Regions from separate parts of the Mus musculus genome. Here region 2 is linked to region 1. The links are chromatin contacts, called in public Hi-C maps. All regions are on one chromosome and are shown on one strand. The core of a region is the stretch at or near the end of the contact, and the rest is flanking DNA. Distances in the headings are between cores, read along the strand shown.

Region 1 (7,224 bases), core at 1,401-3,900:
ACAGAGTAGGATCTGCAGAGACGGATGGCCTGGAGGTCCCTGGAAGGCACCTGGTAGAAGGCAAAGCTGCCCACATGCAGAGACCCAAGCTGAGCATGGGTAGAAATGAGGACCTTTGAATTCCTTCCTATCTGGATTAGAAAACCTTTGCTATGTACATGGAACGATCACTCAAGAGTCCAGACAGGACACGCCTTGGGATCGAGGACCACTAACCATAATAAGGTGCCAGAAATCTTCAAATGGCAAAATAAAGACTCAACCCAAATCTGTCCCTCAGAGGACCTTTGGTTTGAGTAACAGACTCAATGTCCTACTGGAAAACAGACTCCCTACATCTGCCTTCCAAAGTAGCTCTCTTGGCCATGCATCATCATGTACCCAGGTTGAATTGATCTCCAGATTTCTTAATCAAGATCAAAAGGGGCTTTCGGATGGGGAGGGGCTTGGTTTTGCAAAGTTGGGCTCTTTCTGGCTCGTTGGTTTGGGGCGCTGGGGAGGTTGCCTAGCTGTTAGAAGCACGTACTGCGCTTGCAGAGGATATTGTTCTGTTCCCGCGCCACATCAGAAGGCTGACAATCACTTGTAACTCTAACTCTATGAGATCTGATTATAGTATCCCAGAAGCCAAATTCAGAGAGGGACAGACACAGTGGGAAGGGAGGCTCAGCTATACCAAGCTTCAGATGGGAGTGGTGGGGGTGGGAGGGGGGCAATTAACAACTGAGAAAAGAAATCTTTAAAACAAAGACCCTGGGCTGACAGTAGCTCAGTGGTAGAGAGCCTGGTCAGCATGTGTCCCCCTGTGACCACTGAGGGCACCTGCACTCGTGTCTGCACACATGCACAAACACACACAATAAAAAAATAAATCTTTTTAAAGGGGTGTTTGGGTTTTTCCAGTGCTGGGGCTGAGACCTGGACCATGGACTTTCTAGGCAAGCACATCATCATTAAGCCAGGATCTTTCTAAGACTACAATGTTACAGAGTTATCTTCCCAGGTGGTCACCTCCCCCCTCCTCAGCCATTGTCATCAGAAGTTTGGTTCAATCAACCCTCCTTCCACCTTGGCAGTCTCTCTGAACTTGGCTTCCAAGTGACAGTCCCCTGGTTTTTTCCCCCTCCTTAAGTCCCCGTGTCTCTATTTCCTTTGCCAACTTTCCCTTTCTTCTTGAATGCTAAATGTTTTCTGTGCGAGCCTGGGTCCTTGGTCATTTTCCCTTCTTTATACTCTTTCTTTTGGTAGTCATCCATGATCGATGACTTCAAGCATCTGCCTCTCTGGTCTGAATGCTCCCTCGCTGGAGCCTCAGACTTGGAGAGCCAATGGGCTATTCAATTCCTGTACTTGGATGTCACTGTTACAATGCCCTAAAGAATGTCTTCCCTTCCCATAGTACTCTAGCCTGCTCATGGTACCACCACTCAGCCAGTTTCTTACCTCCTCAACTTCAGAATCGTCTCTGATGCATCCTCCTCCCTTAAGACCAAACCTGGGTTCTTTTAAAACATAATTTCTTCACTTTATATGTGTGCGTGTTTTACCCACATGCCTATATGTGCACCACATGCATGTCTGGTACCTTCAGAGGACCTCCGATGTCCAGAAATGTAGTTACAAATGGTTGTGAGACGCCATGTGGGTGCCAGGAACAGAATCTGGAACCTCTGGGAGCGCAGCCAGTGCTCTTAAGCACTGAGCCATGGCTTCAGACTCCATAGCCAAGGTCTTGACAAGTTCTGCTGACTATATCTTCTGGTGCACTCCAACTCAGCTCAGTCCAACTCCTCCCAGTATGGTTAAAATTTACCAAGGTCTTATCTACAAGTCCACAACAGACAGCTGTGGGCTCCCTGTCAGAGCAATGCTATGCTGCTGCCGCCCGAGCCTCAACTCTCATGTGTTGCATAGAAATGGGTGCGTGCTCTCAGTGACTTTTATTTTCCCTTTGTAAAACGGGCTTCCTTCAAGCCCCCAAGTGTCCTCCCATGGAGACCGCTGGGACGTTTGGGGTCTCACTTGCCTCTTCTCATGCTTACACTGTTCTACAGGAGGGTGTGCTGCGAGAGTCCACAGAAAGCCCAGGTGGCGAGGGACGGAGGGTGGCATTCAGCAGACAGCAACTCAAGTTCTCAGTCCAAGAGCCTGAGAAATGGAACCGTCCCATCAACTGTGGGAAGGAAGCTGGGGAAAATCTTCTCTCCTGCGCTGCTGATGCGTCTGCTCATGTCTAAGCCCCGGCAAGCAGACTGTGGCATGGCAAGGACTCCACAAATATTTGTTGATCAATTTTACAGAGCGGGCTTTCCCTGGGTGACTACACGCTCATAAAATGGAGACTCTCTGGAAGCAGCCCGGGACGCTCTTCTCAATCCACACTCTCCACCTCACAAAGGCGGATCACTTGCGGATCTTCTTCAGCTATTCGAGGTGGTTTATCACACGCCCAGATCTGCGGGCATCACTACTCAAACCCAAAGAAACACGGCGGGCCTCCCCTAAGGGGGAGCAGTGACCGAAGAGGCACAAGTCAGCAGGCAAAGCTCAGTGGAGGCGTTTACATCTCCGCTCTGTGGCACTGACAGGCCACGGTTGTAATTGGGAAGTGGGAATGGTATGCATGTGGGCAAGGCTCCTGAGCTCTGGGTTCAGGCCAGGTCCTGCTCTGTACTGTGTACACTGCCTTGTCTAGATCACCAAGCCATAGAGAGCAGGTGACATTCAGACTTGGGTTTTATAGGCCAGAAGCCAAGGCTGAAAGCCCAGGGCATGCAGGAAGAATAACAGGAAGTGGATCCACAGAGGGTCTCTAGGTCAGCAAACTGCCAAGACACATGTCTGTATTTATTGCCCTGCTGTTTGCAGCAGCTAAGAAAGGGAGCCAGCTAAGGTGCCCATCAACTGATGAACGGATATATAATATATGCTACGTATACACAGTGGAATTTCATACAGCAATAAAGCAAAATGAGTCATGACATTCACAGGAAAATATATGGAACTGGGAATTGTGTTAAGTGAGATAAGCCAGGCTTGAAAAAAAAAATCATACACCATGTTTCCTCTCATATGAAAGTGTGTGTGTGTGTGTATGTGTGTGTGTGTGTGTGAAAAGCAGCAAAGGACTATGGGAGAAGAGATGAAGTTGTGGGGGGGGGGGGAGGGGAGGGTATGAAAAGAGGGAAATGGAGTATGTGATGTGACACCAAAGGGGAGCACTATTTGTGGGGAGGAGGGTGATTAGCAAGGAGGAGGCAGGGAAATAGAGTTAGGCAGAGAGAGGGAGATGAACTGAAACCATGAATAAAATGTATAAAATGCCACAATGAGACCCACCACTGTAAACAGTAACAAAAAGAAGATGGGGCTGCTGGCAGGATGCTGAGGTCAGGATGAGGGCTGTTGCCCCTGGCATTGGGATGCTGAGATCAGGATGAGGGCTGTTGCCCCTGGCATTGGGATGTTGAGGTCTGTCTACCGGCTGTTGCCCCTGGCATCACATAACAACTGCTAGGCAGTAACTAGAAGGCTACATCTTCCTTCTTGGACTTACATATATGAACAGAAAAGCAAATGGAGGAGTGGTCTTGGGAGCAGGATGGAGATAGAGATGAATTTCAGGGCACATCTCTCTAGGGAGAGCTGGGAACACACTTGTGATCAAGAGCTTTGGACTTGGAGGCTATTGGGGAGATGTGCTGGGTAACATGTGGAGGGTGCTGGGTAACATGTGGGGGGCTACTGGGTAACATGTGGGGTGCTAAGAAATGTGGGGGTGTTGCTGGGTAATGTGTGGGGGAGGTGCTGGGTAACATGGGGGTGCTGGGTAACATGTGGGGGAGGTGTTGGATACCATGTGTATATGGGGGTGCTGGGTACCATGTGGGGGAGGTGCTGGGTAACATGTGGGGGGATACTGGGTACTATGAGGGGGTGCTGGGTAACATGTTGGGGGAACCTGGGTACCATGTGGGGGGTGCTGGGGACCATGTGTGTGGGGGAGGTGCTAAGTACCATGAGGAAGGTGCTGGGTAATATATGTCAGAGGGGTTGCTGGGTAACGTGGGGGAGGTGCTGGGTAACATGTGGAGGGTGCTGGATACCATGTATGTGGGGGGTGCTGGGTAACATGTGGGGGAGGTGCTGGGTAACATGTGGGGGGGTTCTGGGTAACATGGCAGGGGAAATGCTGGGTAACATGTGGTGGTGGGGTGCTGGGTAACATGTGTGTGGGGGTTCTGGGTAACATGTGGGGGTGCTGGGTAACATGTAGGGGGTTCTAGGTAATATGGGGGGAAATGCTGGGTACCATCAGTGCTGGGAGACCTTACCCTGGGCTGGGCTGGGCTTCTCTGAAGGCTGAGACATGGATGTCCTTCATCAATCCTGACTAGATAGCCCTATTCCTAAGGTTTCTGCAGGAATCTAGCCAGGCACCCATTTGGATTCTGGAGCCTGAGCTGAGTCTGAGAGTTGGAGAGAGTCAGCTTCAGTGTCAGGCTGACATTTCTAAGAAGGCAGTGCCCATCTCTTCTTTCAGAAGGTGATAAAGCCTGAGCATGGGTGGCCAGGCTGGGTAGCAAGGGACAGCTCGGATGTAGCCTGCAGCCTCTCCAGGGGGTCCAGGCCATTCCCTCAAGATGTACACATCCACCACAGCATGCAAGGCCTCCTCCAGAAATCACAGGCGATTGGCTGTTTCTGTTAACTAAGTTTGGTCAAAGAATTCCTTTTTCCATGTGAGACGGCAGGACTACAGGGCAGTTGCAAATTGATCCCCGGAGAAGGCTCCGTCCAATCAGCCGCCCCTCTAGCTTACACCACAGGAGCCCAGGAACAAGCCACCACTTCAGCAATCCAATCTCCATATATTTCATTTTTAAAATATTTCATTTCTGGCCAGCAGTTCTTAGATCGCCAATTTGATTTGGTTTCTATAAATGGATTTTTTTGTAGTGTAGGTGGAAAATATATTTAATTTCAAATATCTGCAAACTAAAATACCCAATATAAACATCCCAGTATGCTTGAGTCAGGCGTGCATCCCCCAGTGCAGAGGCCAGCTTTGAGACAGACAACCTAGCCTCAGGACAAGAGTCTCTACTGTTTTCATCTCTGGTGACGCTCTCGTTGTATGAGGACGCTGGAGAGCCGGTGCGGTATCTGCCCTGCAGGGGCTCTCCCTGCTTCCAGACATGGCTAGAAAGCAGGCCACTCACTAGAACTCCAACCAAGAGACCAGCCGAGTGTAATAGCCAGCGCTCTCCAAGGGCAACCCAGCCGTTGCAACAGAGCCGCACTGCCTGTGTTGGACCCTTGGCCACCCCTCTACAGCCAAGTTCTCGGCCCATCTCTTCAGCCAGAAAAAATATGTGAAGGCACAAAGTCCACGGCGCTCAGCCTCCTGAGCTCCAGCAGCTGCTGTACCCCAGCAGGCATCACTCCAGCTGAAGCCATTTCATCACCAGGAGATAACCTGGGCCTGGAAGAGCAGCTAACTCTGCCGCAGGTCTCATAGCACAAGGTGTTTGGGTCCCTCTGCAGGCCCCACAGGAGGATCCTTCCTGGCTCTCCAGCTCCCAGGTTGCCCCAACTCCCCCAGCATCCCTCAGTTCTCCCTGGTCATATGTCCTTTCTCAGTCTAGATCCACTGTTTTGTTTCCTCAGGACATCCTAGGTCAGGATGGCATCATTTTGACTTGACTTAAGAATTGACTTCTACATCGGGTCCCATTCTGAGATCCCAGGGAGATGTGGTGCAATCCAGTGTACCCCCGTGTGTGAAGGCTAAGAGATCAGGTACGGACAGCTTGCTTTACGGATAGGGAATCTGGGTCCTGCCTCTTGCTATCTTCTCTTACCCAGGCTAGCCCTTCACTGGCTATCTGAACCTCTCGGTCTCTTCAGTCCTCTGGGACAAGGCCTCTAATCCAGCCCTCTCCCTCCATCCTTCATTCACCCCCTCAGTGCACTTGTTACTCACAGACACCCCCAAATCTCAGAGGTGTCCCTCAGGTCCTTCATGTCTACACTACCACAGTGAACAACAACCAGCTTGAGTCCTAAAGCAAATTAACAATGGCTACAGTTACTGAATCCCATCAGAAGCGTGGGCTAGGGTGCGGGGCCAACCAGGCAATGCCCTCTCCCACTGCTCACTTAGTACTCGGTTCTTGATGCTACTCTACTCTTGATGCTACTCGGACTTTTCAGTCAGGAAAGCCCCTTGCCACACTGCTCCACCTCCACCCTGAACACCATCTCCCTGCCGTGCGTGTCCTGAAAAGATAACTTGCTTTATCCTTCCCTCGAGTTTGCAGCTTCTCTAGGGATCTAGGCAGATCATCTCAGCTGGCAGAACAAACCCCACCACAGTCATCACAGCCTTTGAGATAGGGTCTCGTGTAGCCCAGGCTAGCCTCTAACTGACTAGGTAGCCAACCATGACCTTGAACCCCTGATCCTCCTCCTTCTGTCTTCCAAGGGCCCTTTTAATATGTCTTCAGTCAATCAGTTCTGCCCCCCCCCCGTGAGCCCCGACTATACACACAGGGTGCAGCAAATGACATGTGACGAGCTAGCTCTGCGGCCAGGTCGCTTGTAGCATTTTACCCATGTGAATGCTGGTATTTCTCTCCAGCACACCCATTTTACAGATACCAGGAGGCAGATGATGATAACAGCGGAGCGTACGGAGAGCAGGTCTCTACACAGGCTGCTCTGAGGAAATCTTATTCACATCTCATGGAAGACAGGAACAGCACGGTGTGGGTGTGTGAGGGTGTGGGAACTGCAGAGAAAGGTGAGCCTGCAGGTCACTGACAGGATAGTTCAGAGCAGCCCCTGCATAGAAGACTGGGCAGGGAGGGCAGTGGTACAGAATCCTACAGGAACGGGGGCTACAGACACTGGCTTACACGTGGTTTCTTTTCTGTCTCCCGTGTTCTCCTCTATAATCAAGCACCGACATATATTTGTAGAGTACTGTAATTGGCTTGAATGTAGGATAGTCAGATCATCCTGGATCCCTGTCATCAACCCCACTGCAAGATGTGGCAGACACTCTGTTATCTGCTATCCTGATCACCACCTGTCATCTATCCTTCCTGGCTCAAGGCAACAAACACAAGCCCCCTTGTCCCGGAGGTGACGATGTTCACACCCTCCTCGGGCGGCTTGCTTAAGGAGGGTGGGCGGCCTGGCTTTTCCTGCCCATACAAC
Region 2 (7,224 bases), core at 2,781-5,280, 390 kb after region 1:
GGCTTCTTTCTAGCCATGGATATGGATGGATGGATGGATGGATGGATGGATGGATATATCCATATCCAAGAACTTGTTTATTAGCTCAAAGTAAAGAGTGTTTGCTTTTTGACAAAAATTAACCCAATGGGCAAACATTTATCAAGCATGCCTACCTTGGGGCAGACCTCAGGAGTGGGTAACAAGGATAGATACAGAGAAAGGAGCAAAAGTCCTAGTTTGATCTACCATAGTGATCCAGGAACAACTCAGACCAAGATCAAGAAATTTCAGACAGCATGGGTATACTGAAAAGATGTAGGATACTATAAAAACTCCCAGCAAGGGCATCTCATTGACCCTGCAGGGGAACTAGAGATCTGAGGGAAACAAAGTGGAGAGAGTGAACACCAATCCAAGCAAGAAAGGACTGTAGAAGAGCTAGCGTAGAGGTAGCCAGCAGCCAGGCCTCGGTCCTGTGGAGGGTACAAAGTCCTGAGGAAAAAGCATTTCTAAAGACTACTCTGGATGGAGACCAAATTAAAGGCTATGCTACAGGAGACATAGGTTCTGAAGAACCCCAAAACAGTCTAGGGCTCAAGGACCTTTTCCATCTGAAGGGAGTGGGTGGGCATAAAGAATAGAAAAAGCCAGGAAAACGTGGGCAATGTGCAATACAGAACAAAAGAAGGGCAAAGTGTTCCAAATGACCCTCAATGGAAACAAAACTGTGGCCATACCGAGGACAGATTTGGCTGATACTAATAGCAATGGTTAATAGCTCATGCTGAGAACAGGTATCTTTGACCTAATTTGTTAAGGATGGTTCTTTTCTTTTCAACCATCCATAACCCCCATCTAGTCATGAGGAAAGTCAACATAACAAACCCAAACCTGACAACATCACACAAAATATTTCTCCTGTCAAGGTCAACACCACCAAGACAAAAAGGTGACAGTTGGATGAAGTCTAAGGAGAGACGACAACTAGTTAGTGTGGTATATCAGACTGGGTCCTGGAACAGCAAAGTGGGAGGACAGAGGGTTAAGGAAGTGTGTAGCACAGGTTCTGATGGCAGCAGTTCACTGGGGACCACTGAGCCAGCACGTAATAACCAGAGCCAGACGCAGGGCAGAGCTCAGTACACTGCACAACTCTCCTAACATAAAAGACTTGCCTTAAATCTGACCCTGAGATTTGACTAGAGCTGGAGGCTGAGGGTCTTTTCTGAACAGGACTCGGGAGGAAACTGCTAGCTCTACTTCAACAACTAAGCAGGAGTCTCCAGCACAATTCCAGAGGAGACCTCAGTGAGGTAGCTCTGCTGCAGATCTCTCTAGGTAGAGTCCTTGGCAAGCTGGGATTATGCAGGGCAATAAGGAAGAAGAAAGGGAGCGCCCAGGAGGTAGGTGTATCACCAGCACAGCACTATAGAAGTGGAGGGGAAAGAGAGGGGAAGGAAGGAAGGAAGGAAGGAAGGAAGGAAGGAAGGAAGGAAGGAAGGAAGGAAGGTCGGTCCAAACTCATAAAGCAGACAGAACAGCAATGGCTGTCAGGGCTGACTGTGGTGAGGAGATGCTGGCCAAAGAGTACAGACTTCCAGCTGTAACAGGAGTGAGCTCTGGGAACTCAGTGCACATCCTGCTGGTACCAGCTAACAATATTACACTGCTTATTTAAAGTTGCTAAAAGTCACCTCCCCAACAGACATGCAGGCATGCCCAGCGCACGCTCACTGTGCTCATTGTTATACACTGTACACACGCTGAGCCGTCACACCTTGGCCTGCCATGCGTACAGTATTACCAATTATACATCACAGTGTGTCACACCCTTTAAATCAGTGTCACTCATACAACCTATGTTCTTGGCCTCTTTATGATCCCTTTTTTAAATCAAAGGTATCTTATTTACATAAAATGAAACTAGCCTACTTGATAAAATCTCCTTGGCTCTCTTTTTTGGGGTGGAGGGAGGCAGCAAGTAATGTCCACATTTAATAGTACCAGACAAAAGGCATACAGTCAAGACCTGAGAAAATTCCATCTTTAAATCCAGGAAGAAGAGAGTAAGAGGAGCATCCAGCAAAGAACAGAAAAGGGCAAACCATCCAAGAGCTGGGAGGGCTGGTGTGAGCACTGTGCTTTGTTCCTGGTATGGAACTCGGCTGCTGCTCTTGGAGTTAAGATGGTGTTGGTGGCAATTTGATCTGAGACCTGTGGTGAGGTTATTGTTGTTACAGTTGCTGAGACCCAAGTTTGCTACATAGCCCATGTTGGCCTAGAACTCACAACAATCCTCCTACCTCCAACTCCTCAGGGACTGGGCTCACAGGTGTAAATCACATGCCTGGCTTGTTAGAACTCTGGATCACTAATGATCCAAGAAAGAAGGTGCTACAGAATAACGGAAGCTAGGTTCAAACTGAAATGCTTGAATTACAAATGAAAAATGAGAAGTTAGCGTAGCAAGAAGTCTGGATCTCAAATTTGCAAACCCATGTTCATAGCAGCATTATAGAAACCATACAGAGGCACCATGCGTTATCTACATAATAGAATGCCACTCGGTTTTAAAAAGGAAGGAGTCTGGAGAGATGCCTCAGAAGTTAAGAGCACAAATTGTTCTTATAAAAGACCCAAGTCAGGTCCCAGCACCCTGTACAGCAGCTCACAACCACCTCTAAGTCCAGCTGATGGGGACTAATGATCTCTTCTGGCCTCTGCAGGCTCCTGCACCCATGTGCACAAACCCATGGTCAAATAGTTCAAAATAAATACACAATTAAAAATAAAAGTACATCTTTAAAGCCAGAAGGGAAAGGGATGCTAACATATGCAGCTGATGGGGACTAATGATCTCTTCTGGCCTCTGCAGGCTCCTGCACCCATGTGCACAAACCCATGGTCAAATAGTTCAAAATAAATACACAATTAAGAATAAAAGTACATCTTTAAAGCCAGAAGGGAAAGGGATGCTAACATATGCTACAAGGTGGAGAAACTTTGAGAGCATTATACCAGTCACACACAAAAAGATAACACTGCCTGATTCCCTTTACAAGGTCACTGGAACAGCAAATGCACAGATGACAGAATGGAAGGTGTCAGGGACAGGACAGGACAGGATGTGTGATGAGGACAGAGTTTCAGTTTCTAAAGTTGGATGATGATGGTGGTTGCACAATAAAAATGAACTTTGAAATACTGTACTGTACACAGAAACAGGTAAGACGCTACATTTTCTGTTGTGTAAATGTAAAGACACCTGCCTGTCTGAGCATCAGAACAGCTCTCAGGTCATCATGACCATCTCTGTACAACAGAACTCGGAGAGGAGTACATGGACGAGAGCATGGTTTAAGCAGAGAGACTGTGGGTGCTGGTGCCTCCCTCAAACCCTCACGAGGAACCAGGCAGCCAGACTAGACCAAGGACATTCCTTCAGCCGTCACAAGACCTAACAATATTTGTGATATGCAAGATGTGAGAGGCAATGAAGTGATGGCTATAGAAACAAAGACAGAAACTACCCAGTCCTCTCATCAGTGCCAAGACCCGCTTTAAATTCAGTTTTCCTCAACAATACAGTTTCTAAGATCATTTGAGCTCATTTACTGGAACTTAGAACTCATTCAAAAAAATGAATATACACTGTAAAGCTATGTTCTCTTTTTGACAGGTATCTAAGCAGAATGACCAGTAATTTTCTATGTTAGAATAAAGGGGAGGGTCACTATGTAAGGGAAGAAAACAGCATCATGAAGCTCAAAGTAAACAGATCACAGATGACAGTCCACACAGAGCCCAGGGCTGCACAGCAGCACAGGTAACTGCAGCATTTCAAGTCGACTGGGAAAAATCAACAACTCAGCACAAGTAGTAGTCTGGGAGGAAAATGAAATCACAACTCTGCCTCCCCCTGCTCATGTGGCTTCTCAAGAGCTTAGGTACATTAAACACCTAAGGAGAAAACAGAAGAGAGGCTCTGCAGAGATGACCCAATCACATTACAAGGCAGTCCTTCTGCTAGCTTCCAAAGTCAGAAAGAGCCAAAGTTAGTGTACACTGTTCACAGGGCTGGCACCCAGCACGTTAAGAAAGCTAACAATTAACTACAAGTGCTTTGCACAAGAAAAACTATACATGTTTGCGCGCGTGTGTGTGTGCGTGTATATGTATGTGTGTATATATACATACATACATACATACATACATACATACATACATACATATATATATTTCTTAAAGAAAAACACTTAGAAAGCAAGGACTGTGGAAGAAAAATGAAGAGCCAACTTCAGGGAAATAATATCAAGTTACACAAGCCGTTCCAAAATGCTAAGTCACAAGAACATAAAAACAAATGAAATTTAAAGGAAACAAGGAGTCGGGCATAGTGGCACATACCTATAATTCCAGCTCTTGCGAAGCTGAGGCAGGAGGTTGTGAGTTCAAGGCCAGCCTGAGCTACACGGAGGGACCCTGTCTCCTGGTAACAAAGGAAGTAGGAGTCGCTCACCAACAGACTGCAGGACTCCTGAGGGAGAGCACAGTTGTGCTTAAGGACACATGGAACCTGTACCCTCACATCTGACTCCTGAGAGTTAAATTTTTACATGGCAAATATTTATCCTCTGACAAGCACATCTGTCCTAACTACAGAAGTATGCAAAAATATGTGAACCAGAATGTTAAGTGCGCTATTTTTAAAAGGCTCAGCTATATTAAACATCTAAGGGTAAAAATCCAAACCAACATGATGTAAGAACAAAATAGAGATTGCTAAGTTTTTGTGGACATCCTTGTTCTGCAATTATGCATATTCATAGCCACACATATGTAGCAACATGGAAAATGGCCATAATATTCTGTGTTATAAGGAGAAACCAGTCAAGGTAGGGGTGTGTGTGTGTGTGTGTGTGTGTGTGTGTGTACGAACTTGTGTGCCACAGGAGCACACAGGACTTACTCAAGCATCACTTAAATCCCCAAAAGGGCATTATTATGGCTTAGATATGTTTTAAACTCTCCCCCCAAAAGCTCTGTATCACAAGTCTGGCTCTCAGGGGTAACGGTGTGTAGCCTCTGTGAGGTGGAACCTAGAACAAAGTCCTTGGATTAGAGCCAGACAGGTCCCTGGAGCAACAATCAGCATACCTATAAAGAGATCCTGGTGGGTTCTTGGACTAGCCCAGCCTCTCTGGCTTATTTTGAGACCCAGTTTCTCCTCCACATGTACTCCTGAAATCAACCATCAGACTCTCACCAGAGGCTAAGCCAGGAAGCCATCTGATCTTAAACTGTTAGCCTCCCAAACTGTAAGTTAAAGAACTCTTACTGTAAAGTTCCTAGCCTTAGGCATTTTACTACAGTAACAGAAAATTAGAATAAACTTTCCCAAAATCAAATTTCACACAGTGGACTAGGAAGTGCAGTCATCCGAGAGAGTGTCAGTGTGTGCGGCTCCACAGCTCTGTGTGCTAGGGTTTCTGATGATTGGCCTCCACCCCAGTCACTCACACATGTGAGTGGCCTTACATCATGAAATGTAATAAAGCAGTCTCAGGAAGTAAAGAGAAAATCTGTGGCAAAGAACAGACTGATCCATGGGTTCCCTTTTACACAACATGGAGTCTTCTTAGCTAAGACTTACTAGTCCTTACATGAACACCAAAATCTCCCAGCCTAGAGAGTATTCTGCATAAGCAGCCAGAAGCAGACTGTCTCAGGCTACAGTCAAGTCATGCGGGGCATTGTGCAATCTCCACATGAAAAGCATCAGCAAATAAAAGACAATCCTTCTCAAGCTTGCCTAAATTCAAAAGAATTATGGCCTTCCAATACATTCAAGCAAAGAGCACCCATAGGCTCAACTCAGCAAAGGCCTACGAAGATACGCACTACAGAAATAGATTATTAACTGATCTAAAGAGTGACGTCAATATATAGTCACCACAGTTCAAAAGCAGCTTAAAACAGTTTAATTGCCACAAAATAAGCACAACATGTATGCATACACACACACACACACACACACACACACACACACACACACACACACAAAGCAGAATAATGTTATAAGCAACACAGGGTATAAAGATCCTTAATATGTAAGAGCAGTTTCATGTTTAAATTACTGAAAAGCCACCTCTCTGTTAGGCAAGGTCCTCAAGGAGCACTAGAATGTGAGATCTGGACATTTCACTAGAGTGCCTAACAGAAGATAAAGCCAGGGCCATGAAATAAGAATGCCTGAAACCCAAAGCACATATGGACACTTAGATCCATCCAGAACAAACGGAGTTACACTTCTTCTAAGTTTATTTACATTGCTGTGTGTATATGGGGGTGGGGGGGGAGATAATGATGTGGGGTCCGTTCTCACCTTCCTCCTTTATGGAGTCCTGGGATTGAACTCTCTCATGAGGCTCACACACAAGGGTTTTAGCCTGCTGACACATCTTGCTGGCTCCTAGCCATGACTGGCATTCTGGGCATCAGTATGAATATCCCTACAACAGCATGCTCATTCACAATCGTCCTTTCTTTCCTCTACATCTCCTTCTTAACTATTTCCTGGGACCACGTATCATTAACTGTTCCCATAACTGTCTACAGAGAACACACACTAGGCTCTACTGAGCCTGGAGACAGTGAGTATAACTCCAGCCTGATATGTCTCCCATGCTACTCAGGCTGCTGAGTTCACCTCCTCGAACTACTGAACAGGTTACCTATTGTCTGTTTCCCCCTTCAGAAATGAGTTTGTGCCTTGTATATCACAAAGGCTCAGAATAATACCTAGCCTACAAGGTTCAAATATTTGCTCAGCCAATGAATGTCCTCTTTTCTGGTTGGTTACATCTCCTATTTGTCCAAGAAAACACAGGCTTTGTCCCATAGGCCCTGTGGAAGTACCTTGGTCTGCACTCTCATCATTTCCTTGCCTCTAGCTCCCTTTGTAACTGGTTCAGTTTTATTTGCTCTTCAGCTCCAAATCCAAATTCCTTCTTCTTCCTTTTTTTTTTTAATTTTTAATTTTTTTGGCTTGAACAAGTAACTTACCGTCACCACAGAAGGTCACTGAAAACCCAGCATCACACTCTCTAAAACTGAAGTCGAAACTTGGAACATCAACAGCTCCCTCCCTTCCAAGGCGCCATACTTCTACTTCAGGGCTACAGGAATCTATATCTAAATCCTATCCCCAGTTGCATCCAGTTATGCCTAGCTTCAATGCTG

Evidence for each region. Hi-C and Micro-C count contacts between places; a contact is called where the count stands out from the background.
Region 2: a contact with region 1 is called in a Hi-C map of liver, with 2.3 times the contacts expected there. The contact joins two enhancer-like sites.

Annotation. Positions count from the first base shown.
Region 1 is chr4:151,413,316-151,420,539 of GRCm38.p6, forward strand. The region is part of intron 5 of Camta1 (calmodulin binding transcription activator 1); the gene reads right to left. Among named protein-coding and RNA genes, the nearest start is that of Gm30344, 39 kb to the right of the region's middle. Within about 2 kb of position 2,651, at least 11 of the 459 cell types and tissues checked have an H3K27ac peak or open chromatin away from gene starts, as enhancers often do. A contact at or near this core is called in liver, where this site is marked.
Region 2 is chr4:151,801,286-151,808,509 of GRCm38.p6, forward strand. All of the region lies in intron 3 of Camta1 (calmodulin binding transcription activator 1), which reads right to left. Among named protein-coding and RNA genes, the nearest start is that of Gm42357, 37 kb to the right of the region's middle. Within about 2 kb of position 4,031, at least 18 of the 459 cell types and tissues checked have an H3K27ac peak or open chromatin away from gene starts, as enhancers often do. A contact at or near this core is called in liver, where this site is marked.